Regions from separate parts of the Pan troglodytes genome. Here region 2 is linked to region 1. A link is a contact called in public Hi-C data. All regions are on one chromosome and are shown on one strand. The core of a region is the stretch at or near the end of the contact, and the rest is flanking DNA. Distances in the headings are between cores, read along the strand shown.

Region 1 (7,738 bases), core at 1,690-4,189:
AAATAATATAAATAAATAATAATAACTGAGCATTTACCAAATGCCAGGAGCTTTCACACACATTCACTTTCCCATAGAGCACTCACATTTACCCTGGGAGGAAGGTGCCATTGTTCCATTTTATAGACAAGAAATCTAAGGCTCAGAAAAGTTCAGTACCTTGCCAGGATCACACTACACAACCAGCATGCACAGATTAAACCACGGTTTGGATAGCCCCCAGACTCATGCTGTTTCTCCCATACCATATGTGGTTTTTTATTTTTTATTTTTATTTTTCTGAGACAGGATCTCACTCTGTCCCCCAGGCTTGCATGCAGTGGCACAATCACACCTCACTGCAGCCTCAAACTCCTGGGCTCAAGCAATCCTCCTGCCTCAGCCTCACAAATAGCTGGGATTACAGGTGTGTACCAATGTGCCTGGCTAATTTTTTTTAATTATTATTTTTGTGGAGATGGGGCCTTGCTATGTTGCCCACACTGGTCTTGAACTCCAGGCCTCAAGCAATTATCCTGCCTCAGCCTCCCAAAGTGCTGGGATTATAGGTATGAGCCATGCACCTGGCCTGGTTCTTTCCTAATGGCAGAAACAGTCTTACAACAATGAGCTTTACTTTAAGCCAAAGACACGGGTTCAACTCTTGACTCTGACTTAACTTATTATACCTCCTACCTCTCTAGCCCTCAGTTTCTTCAGCTATTAAACAGAGCTGGGGGGACCAAATGATTTTTTTTTTTTTTGAGACAGAGTTTTCACTCTTATTACCCAGGAGTGCAGTGGCACGATCTTGGCTCACTGCAACCTCCGCCTCCCGGGTTCAAGCAATTCTCCTGCCTCAGCCTCTGGAGTAGCTGGGATTACAGGCACCTACCACCACACTCGGCTAATTTTTGTATTTTTATTTTTATTTATTTATTTATTTTGAGACGAAGTCTCACTCTGCCATCCAGGCTGGAATGCAGTGGCATGATCTCAGCTCACTGCAACCTCCGCCTCCCAGGTTCAAGTGATTCTCTTGCCTCAGCCTCCTCAGTAGTTGGAATTACAGGCACGCACCACCACGCCAGGCTAATTTTTGTATTCTTAGTAGAGATGGGGTTTCACCACGTTGGCCAGGCTGGTCTTGAACTCCAGACCTCAAGTGATCCACCTGCCTTGGCCTCCCAAAGTGCCTGGATTACAGGTATGAGCCACTGCGCCCAGCCTGGTTCTTTCCTAACGGCAGAAACAGTCTTGCAACAAGGTCTTACTTTAAGCCAAAAGACCGGGGTTCAAATCTTCACTCTTACTTAACTTACTATACCTCCTACCTTTCCAGGCCTCAGTTTCTTCAGCTATCAAACAGAGCTGAGAGGACCAAATGATTTTTAAGGTCCCTTCTATATCCCAGGATTCACTAGTTCCCTCTCATTAATCAGCACAGAGGCTTGGAACAAAACTCCAGTATCCATGGCTACCTTCAAACAACAGGGGTGTGTTGTCAGCCAGGCCACTTGGCTCCCAGCTCACCTAGGCCAGAGGAAGCAGCAGCTGCCTTGTCCGCCTCCCCAGTGTTCACGAAAGGTGGCTGACCTAAACCCAGGACAGAGACTTGGGGCCACTACCACTCTCATGATCTATTCTTAGCCCAGCCTCTCAGGGTGGGTGACGAAGGAAGGTGGACCAAGGACAGAAGGACTTTTTTCTAGGTTCCAATGGATTCTCAGGCACCACCCCCAGGCCTGTCACTAAAATCTTCACTGGGACTGATAAGGAAGATCTTGCCAGAGCCAAGACCCGTCAGGCATTTGAGGAAGCTGCCTGTGAAAGGAACCAGGGTTTTAAGCAGATAACCAAAGTTGGGCTGACTTTCAGGACACGCCAGAGACACTTATTCTGGAAAACACTTAGGCTCACATCAAGGGAGCAGTTTTATCTTTCAGAGTTTCCCTTTATGGCCGCAACAGAGTTTTTGTGCAATAAACTTACTAACCGGGAGTTTTGAAAAAAGCAAGCAAGCAAAGGAGTGGATGGGTGGAGTTAAGGAGATGTCTCAAAGCGCCCAGCTGGGATTGCTTTTCTGGGCCACTGCCATGCATTCTGAGTGGCTGAGATGATCCAAGGAGATCCAGGGGAAAGGGCACAGACTAGGGGGTTCCAGCCCTCTGTGAGTATCTCACAGGCGGGGGCTCTGCCTGTCACAGGCTGGGGCGAGGCTCTTCCACAGGTCGTAAAGGGATTCTGTCACGCGCTGGAGGGATCTGATCTGACGCAGGGTGGGGTCTGCGCGGGGTCTGCCACAGGCAGGCAGGACAGAGGTGAGATGGCATCTCCCAAACAGGGCAGGGGTCAGCTCCTAACTCCAAGGGGAGGCGGGGGAGTGGTGACATGGGCTGGTTCATCCCCACCCCATTCCACACCCCTACATATACAGAGACACACACGACCCCGCTTGTCACCACCTGCCCAGTCAAGCTCATGCTGCCCAAAGTGGGTCTGCAAACACGAACTGCTAGTGACACCAGCTACCCCGGGGCCTCCCAGGCGTGACACGCGTGCAGATGCTGCTGTCACGGCTAGGAGGAGGGTCTCCCCTCCAATGACTCGTCCACCACGGCAGCTAGCACCGGCTTCTCTGGGCGAGGCGACAGCGGGCCGGCTCGGGCGGGGACAGCGGAGGACCGGGGTGCACTCACACGTTGAGGACGTTGCGCTTGTTGCTGAGGTAGCTCTCGGGCAACGGGGACAACTCCTTGAGGAGGGAGCCCGCCAGCATGGAGGCCACCAGGGCCCAGGGCAGGTAGCGCCGCACGGCCGCCCGCACCAGCGTCCCCCGCAACAACCACTCGCAGCGCTCCAGATGCTCCATGCCGGATCTCGTCAGCCACCGTCTTCCTCTCCGTGCCCTCTCGGCCACCGTATCGCCCTTCGCCCGGACCTGCGCCTCCACCTCCCTTCGAGCGCATGCGCACTGCCCGCGAGTCCCACAGCTTGAGGCGTGCTTGGGCTCCGGAGCCCGCTCGCTCCCCCTCGTGGCCGCTGCTGCCTCTGGCGCGTGCCGGTCCCTGAACTCGCTCGTCTCCTCTGCGCTCTCCTGGCCGCCCCCTCTCCCCGAGCCTCTGCGTCTTGCTCTGGTCTGGGAAAAAGCGCTTGTGAAAGTATTTGCTGGAGGCTGGAAGAGGATAAATGTAGCCCTGGAGAATTGGAGCAGTAGTCACAGCATCATTTGATCTTTCTTGGAGCCTCGGAGACACCTCTGCCATCTGAGCCTTAGTTTTCTCATCTGTAAAATGCGAGAGACAAGAGGAGATCAACCTTTCCCAAAAGCTAGTTTATGAGCTCAGGGGTTCATTACGTTGGCACAGGACATGAGATGAAGTTTCCTTAGGAATAATTATTGTATTTATTTGTTTATTAGTTAGAGAGGGGGGTCCCTCTCTGTCGCCCAGGCTGGAGTGCAATGGCACCGTCGCAGCTCACAGCAACCTCAAATTTCTGGTCTCAAGCAATACTCCCACCTCAGCCTCCCGAGTAGCTGAGACCACAGGCGGGCACCACCACACCTGGCTAATTTTTTTTATTTTTATTTCTGTAGAGACAGGGTTTTGCTTCGTTGTCGAGGCTGGTCTCAAACTCCTGGGCTCAAGCGATCCTCCTGCCTCGGCTTCCTAAAATGCTGCAATTACAAGTGTGAGCCACCACGCTCTGCAGTTATTAAATTAATTAATTAATATAATTAATTTATTTAGAGACATAGTCTCGCTCTGTTGCCCAGGCTGGAATGCAGTGGCGCGATCTCAGCTCACTGCAGGCCTCTGCCTCCCAGGTTCAAGCGATTCTCCTGCCTCAGCCTCCGGAGTAGCTGGGATTACAGGCATGCACCACCACACCCAGCTAATTTTTGTATTTTTAGTAGAGATGGGGTTTCACCATGTCGGCCAGGCTGACCAACTCCTGACCTCAAGTGATCTGACCTCTCCAAATCTTGACCTCAAGTGATCTGCCAGCCTTCACCTCCCAAAGTGCTGAGATTACAGGAGTGAGCCATCTCACCTGGTGCAATTATTACATTTAAAGTTTAAATTTCTAAACTTATTTTCACCTGGGCAACACAGTGAAACTCAGTATCTATAAGAAATAATTTTAAAAACTAGCTGACTTGGTGGCTCAGGCCTGTGGTCCCAGCTACTCAGGAGGCTGAGGTGGGAGGATTGCTTGAGCCCAGGAATTTGAGGTTGCAGTGAGCTGTGATGGTCCCATTGCACTCCAGCCTGGGCCACGGAGCGAGACCGTCTTAAAAAGCACACAAAGAAACACAAAACAGCTATCTATGCCTGTTGGATGAAAATGCTGGATGCTGGGGGTTAATGGGGAGATCACATGAAGTTGTTGGAGACTCAGTTGCTCAGTTTATCACAAAGCTAACCCCTCACCCCTGGTTAGGGCTGGGTGTCTATTTCAGTTCCCAACCTTGGACTCATTCCCTTACCCCAATGTTAGTTTCCTGTGGCAGCTCTAATAAATTACTATAAACTCAGTTTATTTTTATTCCTTTTTTTTTCTTTAGTTTTAAATAGAGATGGGGTCTCACTATGTTGCCCAGGTTGATCTCGAACTCCTGGGCTCCAGTGATCCTCCTGCCTTGGCCTCCCAAAGTGCTAGGATTACAGGCGCGAGCCACCGTGCCCAACCCTAAACTCGTTTTAAACAACAGAAGTTTATTCCAAAAGCCACAAACCCAGCCAATACACACATATATAGTCATATCAAGAGATGGGAATTTTAGGCCAGACGTGGTGGCTCACGCCTGTAATCCCAGCACTTTGGGAGGCCAAGCTATTTTGATCTTGGCTCACTGTAACCTCTGCCTCCCGGGTTCAAGGTAGTCTCCTGCCTCACCCTCCCAAGCAGCTGGGACTACAGGCACATGCCACCACACCTGGCTACTTTTTTTGTATTTTTAGCAGAGACAGGGTTTCGCCATGTTGACCAGGCTGGTCTCCAACTCCTAGCCTCAAGTGATCTTCCTGCCTCTGCCTCTCAAAGTGCTGGGATTACAGGCATGAGCCACCACAGCCGGCCCAAAGAAAAATTTCTATCGAAATATTCATCATCACTAGCTGCCCAAAATAATTTTGTGTCTCTATACCAAGGACAGCTACCACACTGGGAAATGTTAGCCTGATTTATGCCTACAATGGACTAATGTTTATAGTCTCATGCAGAGAATCAACAAATTAATGAAAATAATAATTCCTTAAAACCATCTTAAGATGACCTTCATATCTGTAAACTGCATTTATCTGATTAGAGTTCTTATATAGCAAGATGCTTCCAGGCCTTCAGAATGCTTGGTTTAAAAAATAAAATATAGTGATAATTATACCAATTTGGCATTTCATGATTGGGAATAAAAACTACATAGCCAGAAAGGTGTTATTTATGAAGGCAGCTTGTAAATAGTATCTGATACCATCTCTGTCTCCTTGAGTTTGTCAGGTGCTCAATTACTGTGGCTTTCCTTAGCAAACAGCATAAGAATTAAGAGCAGGGATGCTGGGTTTGAGTGCCGGTTCTCCTCCTTATTAGCTGTGTGGTTCCTCCAAAGAAAATCCAGATACGTCCCCCAACCCAAGAAGGAGGGAAAGACTGCTCAGTGAATATAAACACTAAATATCACCCCGAGGGACTGTCCAAAGAGTACCTTCTGAAAGGTTCAGGATTTGTATTTTTGAGAAAGGAAATGGGTTTGTTTCCTTTGAAACTGCAGTTTCATTCCTGGAGAGTTTTCTTTCCCTCCCTTCCTTCCTTCCTTCCATTTTCCCTTTTCTTTTTTTCTTTTTCTTTTTCTTTTTTTTTTTTTTTTTTTTGAGACAGGATCTTGCTCTGCACTCCCAGGCTGGAGGGCAGTGGTGCTATCATAGCTCACTGTAGCCTTGAACTCCTGGCCTCAAGCAATCCTCCTGCCTCAGCATCCAAAGTGCTGGGATTACAGGCATGAGCCACCACGCTTGGCCACCATGGCTGGAGATTTTTGAAGACTGGGTTAAACTCAGCCTGAAAAAATTGTTGCAGGTCTCTAGAGAAGTTTTTGTATTTAAAAAAAATTGAATCAGTATTGGGAAATACATATTTATGTTCTGAGTGAAATGATATGCTGTAGTCAACTCATACCAGCCTGCAAGAGCTGATGATTAAATTTTCAGAACTTTTGCGGGGTGATTGTCAAACACAGCCATATTAAGAACTGCATTATAGGGCCTGGGCCTGTTGGCTCACCCCTGTAATCCCAGCACTTTGGGAGGCCAAGACAGGTGAATCGCTTAAGCCCAGGAGTTCCAGACCAGCCTGGGTAACATAGGGAGATCCCATCTCTACAAAAAATACGAAAATTAGCCAAACATGGTGGTGTGTGCCTGCAGCCCCAGCTACTCAGGAGGCTGAGGTGGGAGGATGGCTTGAGCCCAGGAGACTGAGGCTGCAGTAAGCTGTGATCATGCCACTGCTCTCTAGCCTGAGTAACAGAGCAAAATCCTCTCTCAAAAAAAAAAAAGTTACATATATAAAAAAACAAACTGAAAATACTCAAAACTCATTAGTTACTAATTATTTTACTATGTTTTATTATTATCTATGCTCTTGGGGTAACTTACATCTATTGTTCCTGTATGGTAAGCTCCTGCACAACTCTTCCCAAATCTATTCAGTGATGTCACATTGAGAGCTTGAAATCAGCCACAGGGGGAGTATTTACACTATGGAAATTGGCAGGTGCTACAAATCAGGGATTTATTTGGTTTGTCTACATTGAGAGTCAACTCCATTTGTCAAAACATGGTTGAATTGAAACCACAGGTTGCCTATGGTTACAAGAATCCAACTAAAATCAATAAAAGCATTCTGTGAGAATCAATTAGCTATAGTTATAACAAAGAGTATTTATATATTTCTTTTCTTTCTTTCTTTCTTTTTTTTTTTTTTTTTTTGAGACAAGTTCTCACTCTGTTGCCCAGGCTGGAGTGCAGTGGTGTGATTATGGCTCACTGCAGCCTTAATCTCCTGGGCTCAAGTGATCCTCCCACCTCAGCATCCTGAGTAGCTGGGACTACAGGCGGACTAAATCAGCCATCACCTCTGGCTAATTTTTGTACATTTTTTGGTACAGATGTGGTTTTGCCATGTTGCCCAGGCTGGTCTCAAACTCCTGGGCTCAAGCAATCTGCACATCTCAACCTCCTAAATTGCTGGGATTACAGGTGTAAGCCACCAAGCCTGGCCATATATTTTATTATTTGTAAATAATGTGCTACACATTAAGAAACATTTATAATAAACATAGGTAGGTATATGCTTATACATGTTTCCCTAGAGAGCCAATAGTAAACCTTTTTTATTTTTTATTTTTTTGAGACAGGGTCTTGCTTTGTCTCCCAGGCTGGAGCGCAGTGGCATGATCTCGGCTCACCGCAACCTCCACCTCCCAGGTTCAAGCGATTCTCCTGCCTCAGCCTCCTAAGTAGCTGGGATTACAGACATGCACCACCACACCTGGATAATTTTTGTATTTTTAGTACGGATGGGGTTTTACCATGTTGGCAGGTGTGAGCCACCACGCCTGGCCTTAATAGTTAAACTTTTTTTTTTTTTTTTTTTTTTTTTTTGAGACAGAGTCTCCCTCTGTCGCCCAGGCTGGAGTACAGTGGCGGCGATCTCGGCTCTCTGCAAGCTCCGCCTCCCGGGTTCACGCCATTCTCCT
Region 2 (7,738 bases), core at 2,065-4,564, 300 kb after region 1:
CTCCTTCCTTGTGAATGGGATTAGGCACCTTTTATAAAAGGGCTTGAGGCCAGGCATGGTGGTTCACGCTTGTAATCTCAGCACTTTGGGAGGCTGAGGCGGCTGGATCACCCGAGGTCAGGAGTTCAAGACCAGCCTGGCCAACATGGTGAAACCTCATCTCTCCCAAAAATATAAAAATTAGCTGGGCGTGGTGGTGCACACCTGTAAGCCCAGCTACTTGGGAGGCTGAGGCAGGAGAATCACTTGAATCCGGGAGGAGGAGGTTGCAGTGAGCCGAGACCATGCCACTGCATTCCAGCATGGGCGACAGAACGAGACTCCGTCAAATAAATAAATAAATGGGCTTGAGGGAGTGAGTTTGCCCCTTTTTGCCTTTCTCCCATTTGCTCTGTGAGAACACAGTGTTCAAGGTGCCCTCTTGGAAGCAGAGAGCAGGCCTCACCACAGGCTGGTGCCTTGATCTTGGACTTCCCAGCCTCCAGAACTGTGTGAAATAAATTTCTGTTCTTTAGAAATTACTGAGACTCAGATATTTTGTTGTAGCAGCACAAAAACGGACTGAGAGACAGGAACTAACTTCTGTGGGGAGAATTTGGCAATACCTGTTATAATAAAAAAGTCACAGATCCTTTGAGGTGGCAATTCCACTTTTATGGAAACAATCCTCAGGTCCATCAATAGGGAAGTAATTAAATCAATCTACAACAGTGAGACGACAGAGTATCATGCAGACAATAAAAGGAACAATTTAGTTATTACTTTGGGTTTGTTTTCAGTGTGTTGATGTAATCAGTGCTGCAGTGGCTTCAGAGTGATCTACAGTTGTTTCCAAGGGGTGTGTGTGTGTGTGTGTGTGTGTGTGTGTATGTGTGTGTATATATATATATATTTTTTTTGAAATAGAGTCTCACTTTGTCACCCAGGCTGGAGTGCAGTGGCGCAATCCCGGCTCACTGCAGCCTCTGCCTCTCGGGTTTGAGCAATTCTCCTGCCTCAGCCTCCTGAGTAGCTGGGACTACAGGCACGCACCACCACACCCAGCTAATTTTTGTATTTTTAGTAGAGATGGGGTTTCACCATGTTGGCCAGGCTAGTCTTGAACTCCTGACCTCAAGTGATCCACCCACCTCAGCCTCCCAAAGCCAAGACACATTTTTAAATGAAAAAAAGGCAAGATGGAAAATAAATTTTTTTTTTTTTTTTTTGAGACGGAGTCTCGCTCTGTCACCCAGGCTGGAGTGCAGTGGCACGATCTCGGCTCACTGCAAGCTCCACCTCCTGGGTTCACGCCATTCTCCTGCCTCAGCCTCCCGAGTAGCTGGGACTACAGGCGCCCACTACCACGCCCAGCTAATTTTTTGCATTTTTAGTAGAGACGGGGTTTCGCCACGTTGGCCAGGATGGTCTCGATCTCTTGACCTCGTGATCCACCCGCCCCCTCGGCCTCCCAAAGTTCTGGGATTACAGGCGTGAGCCACCATGCCCGGCCAAAATTTTGTTTTAAATAAAGGAAAAAGGAAGGGAAGGAGAAAAAGGGGGAACATATATATTGCATAAATTTTGTCTGGAAGGACACCAAAACGTGCTTGCCTTGGGGAGGGTGTCTGGATCGGATGGGAAGGAGACTAAGCTCTTTATCTCTGTCCTTTTGGACCTTTTGAGTTTTAGACTACATGCACACATAATCTAAAATTAAGTAATTTTAAGATGAAGTGAATGTGTTCACTATAAAAAGGAAATATAACATTTTAAAATCACTTATAAAAATATTAATGTATGTAATTATATCACTGGTATTCTTTTTCATTTAACTATATGTGAACATTTTGCCATGTCTTTAAAAAATATTCACAAACATCATTTTAATGCCTGAATGGTATTTCATTTAGATAGAAATTAGTTAAGTATGTATATATTAATAATTCTCCATTGTCCGTTTCGGACATGTGACACATCCATTTAGGAACTCATTTTGGTGTCTTTAGTTTCCTGCTATTATAAATAATACTGTGGGCCAGGCGCAGTGGCTTAGGCCTGTAATCCCAACACTTTGGAAGTCCGAGGCAGGAGGATAACTTGAGCCCAGGAGTTTGAGACCACGAGTTTGAGACCACCTTGGTTAACATAATGAGATTCCCATCCCTGAAAAAAAATGAGCCAGACATGGAATAGTCCCAGCTACTCAGGAGGCTGAGGCAACAGGATTGCTTGAGCCCAGGAAGTTGAGGCTACAGTGAGCCATGATTGTACCACTGCACTCCAGCCTGTGTGACACAGCAAGACCCTGTCTCAAAAAAAAAAAATAATAATAATACTATGATGAACATCTTTGTACATTTTATCTTCATGTAGATCTTGGATTATTTTCTTAGAATAGATTATTATAAACTGATTTAGTAGCTAAAAGATATGGAAAAAGTTGAGGTTTCTGGATACACACTGTCAAGTCACTGCCCAAGGAGGTCTTGGAAGTTTACACTCTCATTAACAGGGTTTGAGAATGACCATTTTCTGACAGGATTTCCAACTCTGAGGATTCTTTATTTCCCCATTTGCTGTTGACTGTAAAGAGGAGAGGGTGAGTGACGAATATAAATATGGGAGAAAAATGAAACGATGTGTTTCTGCTTTCGATTGGAGAGCTCCCCAGAGCCGTCTTTGGAGTTGCTGTTCCCTGAGGGGATATGGTAGCCAGAGCATGTTGGCCCAGTTGATGTTTTCTAGGATTGGTCTTTGAGTGTGGCATTTGCTGTCTCTGTGTCCCGAGGGCCAGTGGCCTGCACTGGGCAGCTTGTAACATCAGATGGCATTGTGAGATCAAAGCCCCAGGAGACGTTCCAGCATGAAGCTGGCCTTTCAGATGGAGCCTGTAATTCCACCCCATGGTGTCAGGTCCTAGGACAGGAACACCTGCACAGCACTCCACGGTGCACGGAGGCCCTTCTCAACAGTCCCAAGAAGGAACTGCTGCTCCTCCCCACAGAGGACAGGCGGGCAGCAGGGGAGAAGAGGGATAGACACAAACTCCCTCTCCTTCAGAGGCCCGAGGGTGAAATCCAGCGAGTGTGCATGGAGCGCCTGCTCTTTACCAGGTGCTGGATGAGAATCAGGGAATGCAGCGGCCAGAACCTGTTGGCTCAGCTGCCAGGATTAGGTTTCAGCTGGACATGGGAAAAATCCAGACCAAATTCCTGTTCCCGTGGAGCTGACATTCTAACTGAGGAAGAGCCGAGGACTCAGAGGCTCCGGGAGCCAGTGTGGCCTGCTCGGGGTTTGTCATTTTCCAGAGCAGCGGGTTTCAGGTGGGGCTGAGGCCCTTCTGAGCCGTGGCTGTAAACCGGCCTCACTCACCTCAGAGGGCAGCTGTGGCCACTGAGTGCGTGATGTGTGTGAAAACACAGGCACCTGGGCCATGGTACCTTTCCTTATCGTAGGAATTGTCAGCATCATTTTTATCCTCTGTTATTACTGTTATTATCATAAGCCATTTTCCTGTCCTGAAGCATTGAGCGGTTTCCCCAGAGGCAGAGGGCAGGAGTGAACCTCCGTGACCTGTAGAAGGAGCCACCTCTGGAACTTCCGGGAATTCTTTTAGCCAAGGAGGAGCCAGAGCGTGACTAGGGCAGCGCGCAAGGCTGCTAGGAAGATAGGTAGGGTGCGCCATCTGCTGTAGCCGGGGGGAATTGCCGTGGACAGTGTCCTGGCCCTCCTCTATTTTACACAGGGGAAATGAAGGCCCCAAGAAAGGCAGGGTCTTGCCCAGGGTTAGGTGGCAGAGCTTGGGTTTAAGGTCACGTGTCTCATTCTTTGCTCTTTCTACCATAGGACACCTCCCTGTCTCACCTGTCTGATCTTTGAGGGCCCCTAATTCATTCTTTAGGTGTTTCTTCTGAGCTAGGTGTTGTGGGGGGATGTGGGCCTTGCCCTCCATACTGATCCTCTTCTCTGTCTCTCTCTTTCTCTGTCTCTCTCTCTCTTTCTCTCTCTCTCTTCTCTCTCTCTCTCTCCCTCCTCTCTCTCTCTCTCTCTCTCTCACACACACACACACACACACACACACACACACCTGCAGCACTTACTGGCTCAACCCCACCCTGGGTGCCTTCTGGGCACTTCTGCCAATGTCAGCTACCTTCTAAAAGCATTGCACAATAATTTGGGTTTATAAAAACTTCAACCATTGAAAAAATATAGACTTAGAAAACGAAAGTTCCCCTTAATCACAAAGAACCACAGTTGACAGGGTTGATAGATGTTTTTTCAGATTTTTTTTTCATATGTCTGCTATCTTTCCCCACAGGAACTGGGTTTTATTTGAGGTGTTGTTTTGCATCCTCTGTTTTTCAGTTGCCAGTTGATCTCAGACATTGTCCTATGTCAGTACAGGCCCATCTGGCACATTTCTTTATTATTTTTTTTTTTACTGACATGTCATTGTATATATTTGTGGGGTGCAACTTGATGTTTTGATACATATATGTTGTATAATAATCAGATCAGGGCAGTTAGCATATCCATCATCTCATGCATTTCTTTCTTTGTGATGAGAATATTCAAAAGCTTCTCTAGTTATTTTGTAATATAGAATGCCCTTTTTTTTTTTTTTTTTTTTTTTGAGACGAAGTCTCGCTCTGTGTTGCCCAGGGTGGAGTGCAGTGGCGTGATCTCAGCTCACGGCAATCTCCGCCTCATGGGTTCAAGCGATTCTCCTGTCTCAGCCTCCAGAGTAACTGGGACTACAGGCGTGTGCTGCCACACCGGACTAATTTTGTATTTTTAGTAGAGGCGACGTTTCACCATGTTGGCCAGCCCAGTCTCGAACTTCTGACCTCAGGTGAACTACCCGCCTCGGCCTCCCAAAGTGCTGGGATTATAGGCATGAGCCACCGCACCCGGCCTAGAATGCCTTATTGTTAACCATCACCATACTGTACAATAGAACAGGAACTTACTGCTCCTATCTAATTGTAACTATGTACCCATTGACCAGCTTTCCATCCTTTCCTCTCCTCTCCCCTCCCCAGTCTCTGGTAACCACTGTTGTATTCTCTCCTTCTATATCAACTTTTTTTTTTTTTTTGACAGAGTTTTGCTCTGTCGCCTAGGCTAGAGTGCAGTGTCATGATCTCGGCTCACTGCAAGCTCCGCCTCCTGGGTTCACACCATTCTCCTGCCTCAGCCTCCCGAGTAGCTGGGACTACAGGCGCCTGCCACTACGCCTGGCTAATTTTTTGTTTGTTTTTTTAGTAGAGACGGGGTTTCACCATGTTAGCCAGGATGGTCTCAATCTCCTGACCTAGTGATCCACCCGCCTCGGCCTCCCAAAGTGCTGGGATTACAGGCGTGAGCCACTGTGCCTAGCCAATAACAAATTTTTTTTTTTAAGATTCCATGTATGCATAAAATCATGCAGTATTTGTGTTTCTGTGTCTGGCTTATTTCACTTAACATTATGTCCTCCAGGTTTATCCGTGTTGTCCCAAATAACAAGATTTCATTCTTTTTTATGGCTGAATAGTATTCCTTTGTGAATATATACAGTTTCTGTATCCATTCAATCATGTTGGACATTTGGGTTGATTCCATATCTTGGCTATTATAAATAGTGCTGCAGTAAACATAGGAGGTCAGATGTCTTCTTGACATACCAATGTCAGTTCTTTGGATATATACCTAGTAGTGGGATTGTTGGGTCATATGGTACTGTTTTTAATTTTCTCAGGAACCCTCCATACTGTTTTCCATAGTGGCTGTATGGCACATTTCTTTTTTATAAATACTTCATAATTCACGCGATGCCTAACCTCCTGGTGGACATTTGGGTGGTTTCCTATAGGCTGCTATTACTGACCAGGTGCAGTAAACATCCTCACACTATAGAAAACATTGGGCATTTGCCTGAGTGGGTCTAGAACTAGGATTTGCTGGGTGGGCCCATGGTCCCACCCCACTGGACTATGAACTCCTAAAGTCAGGCCAGTGCTTAGACCACCCCTCCCACTTACTAATTCAGGTCTGCGAGGTAGCCAGAGTCCGTGCAATGACTGCTATCTAATTGCCTTCAGAAAACCATAGGTGCTCAATGAGAGATACTAGTATCCCCTTCGCAAATTAACCTTTTGTTAATATAGTAGCAGTACTTCTTGTTGCCAAGAGTACATAAATGGACAATCTTCTGTGCTACTGGTGGGAATATAAATAAAAACAGTATTGACTTTATAAGTCTTTCTGCCAATTTTTTGTCATCACGAATACCACTGTGCCATTTGGGAAGGCAACTGGGAAATGTGTCAAAAATCTAAAAATTATTTCACCCTTCCCTTTAGCCCAGCAGTTCTACTTCTAGGGATATACTGTCAGGAAATAATTAGGGATGGGCACAGAGACTTTCATAAAGGCCCAGTGCTCTGTGTGGCGGTGGAAAACAGGGAAGTACCTCTGTGTTCATTTCTGGAGGCCTCATCCTAGAGTAAATCATGGCCCATCCAAGCATGCTGGCACAAAATTCATGTGGAGGGAGCCTTAGTGACATGTTCTAAAGCGTCCCAAAGAGTAGGCTACAAAACACAACATAAGGTATGGTCCCAAATCATTTCTAAATGTATGTGGCTCTTCTTTATATATGTGGCACTCTTCTCTCCTTTCTCTAGACTGTGTTACCAAGCACCAGGGCTGTTAACTGCTATCTCTGTAGTAAGAACTACTAATTTCTTTTTTCTTTTTTTCGAGATGGAGTCTCGCTTTGTCGCCCAGGCTGGAGTGCAGTGGCACAATCTCGGCTCACTGCAAGTTCTGCCTCCCGGGTTCATGCCATTCTCCTGCCTCAGCCTCCTGAGTAGCTGGAACTACAGGCGCCCGCCACCACACCCGGCTAATTTTTTTGTATTTTTAGCAGAGATGGGGTTTCACTGTGTTAGCCAGGATGGTCTTGATCTAGAACTACTAATTTCATATCTTTCCTCCCCACTCCACCTCTCTTCTGAGCTCCAGCCTCCTAGTTCCATGTACCTAGCCTACCTCTCCTCTTGGAGGGCTCACAGGCATCTCAAAGTTACCGAATAGGCCAAATAGGACTTTATGCCCTCAAATATTCCTCCTTTGTTCTTCCATATGTCAGCAAACCACACTTCTGTCCACCTACTTATTCACACCAGAAACCTAAATTACCTGTCAATCCAACACTACTTCTTGTTGGTTCGATTTCCAAGTTATATCTAGAATCCTTCCCACTGCCCCCTCCTCCACCCACCATCTTGGCACCTGAACTTCACAGGAGCCTCCTAACTTGCCCCTTCCCAGCACTGCTGTGCCCGGCCGCCAGAGTCAGCTTTGAAAATGCACGGCTGCTACTTCATGGCCTTGCCTAAAGCCCCTCAGGAACCAAGTTCCAGATGTGGTCTGGCTCCTGCCTACCTCAGCAGTGTCCTTGGTGTCATTGTCCCTCTTCTGCCATGCTCCCGCCTGCTGGCTCTTTCTGTCCTTCCAAGCCCTCATGCCTCCCTCCCTCAGAGCCTTCACACATGCCGTTCCCCTCTCTGTAGTGCTCTTCCCTCACTCTTCATCTGCATGACGCCTCGTCCTCCTTGGTTCTCAGCTAAAATGTCACTTTGTGACCCCCAGCCTTGATCAGGTCCCAGTGATCACTCCAGCACCCTTCATTCTCCCTTGAAGCCTTGAGCACCAAGGCCATGACTTAGGTACGAGGCGACTTTATGCCACCTGTAGTAGATGGTAA

The links. Hi-C and Micro-C count contacts between places; a contact is called where the count stands out from the background.
Region 2: a contact with region 1 is called in a Hi-C map of stem cell-derived neural progenitor cells, with 3 times the contacts expected there. The contact joins the enhancer-like site here to the promoter of FITM2 in region 1. A contact is called at or near these places in 1 of 7 Hi-C or Micro-C datasets (stem cell-derived neural progenitor cells) and 1 of 1 datasets of contacts at active chromatin or transcription factors (stem cell-derived excitatory neurons).

Annotation. Positions count from the first base shown.
Region 1 is chr21:50,564,110-50,571,847 of NHGRI_mPanTro3-v2.0_pri, forward strand. FITM2 (fat storage inducing transmembrane protein 2) reads right to left here and starts at 2,940. Exons shown (of 2, transcript XM_514663.9): 1 at 2,679-2,940. The coding sequence starts at 2,851.
Region 2 is chr21:50,860,362-50,868,099 of NHGRI_mPanTro3-v2.0_pri, forward strand. The region is part of intron 2 of PKIG (cAMP-dependent protein kinase inhibitor gamma); the gene reads left to right. Among named protein-coding and RNA genes, the nearest start is that of ADA, 42 kb to the right of the region's middle. Within about 2 kb of position 3,315, at least 11 of the 24 cell types and tissues checked have an H3K27ac peak or open chromatin away from gene starts, as enhancers often do. A contact at or near this core is called in stem cell-derived neural progenitor cells, where this site is marked.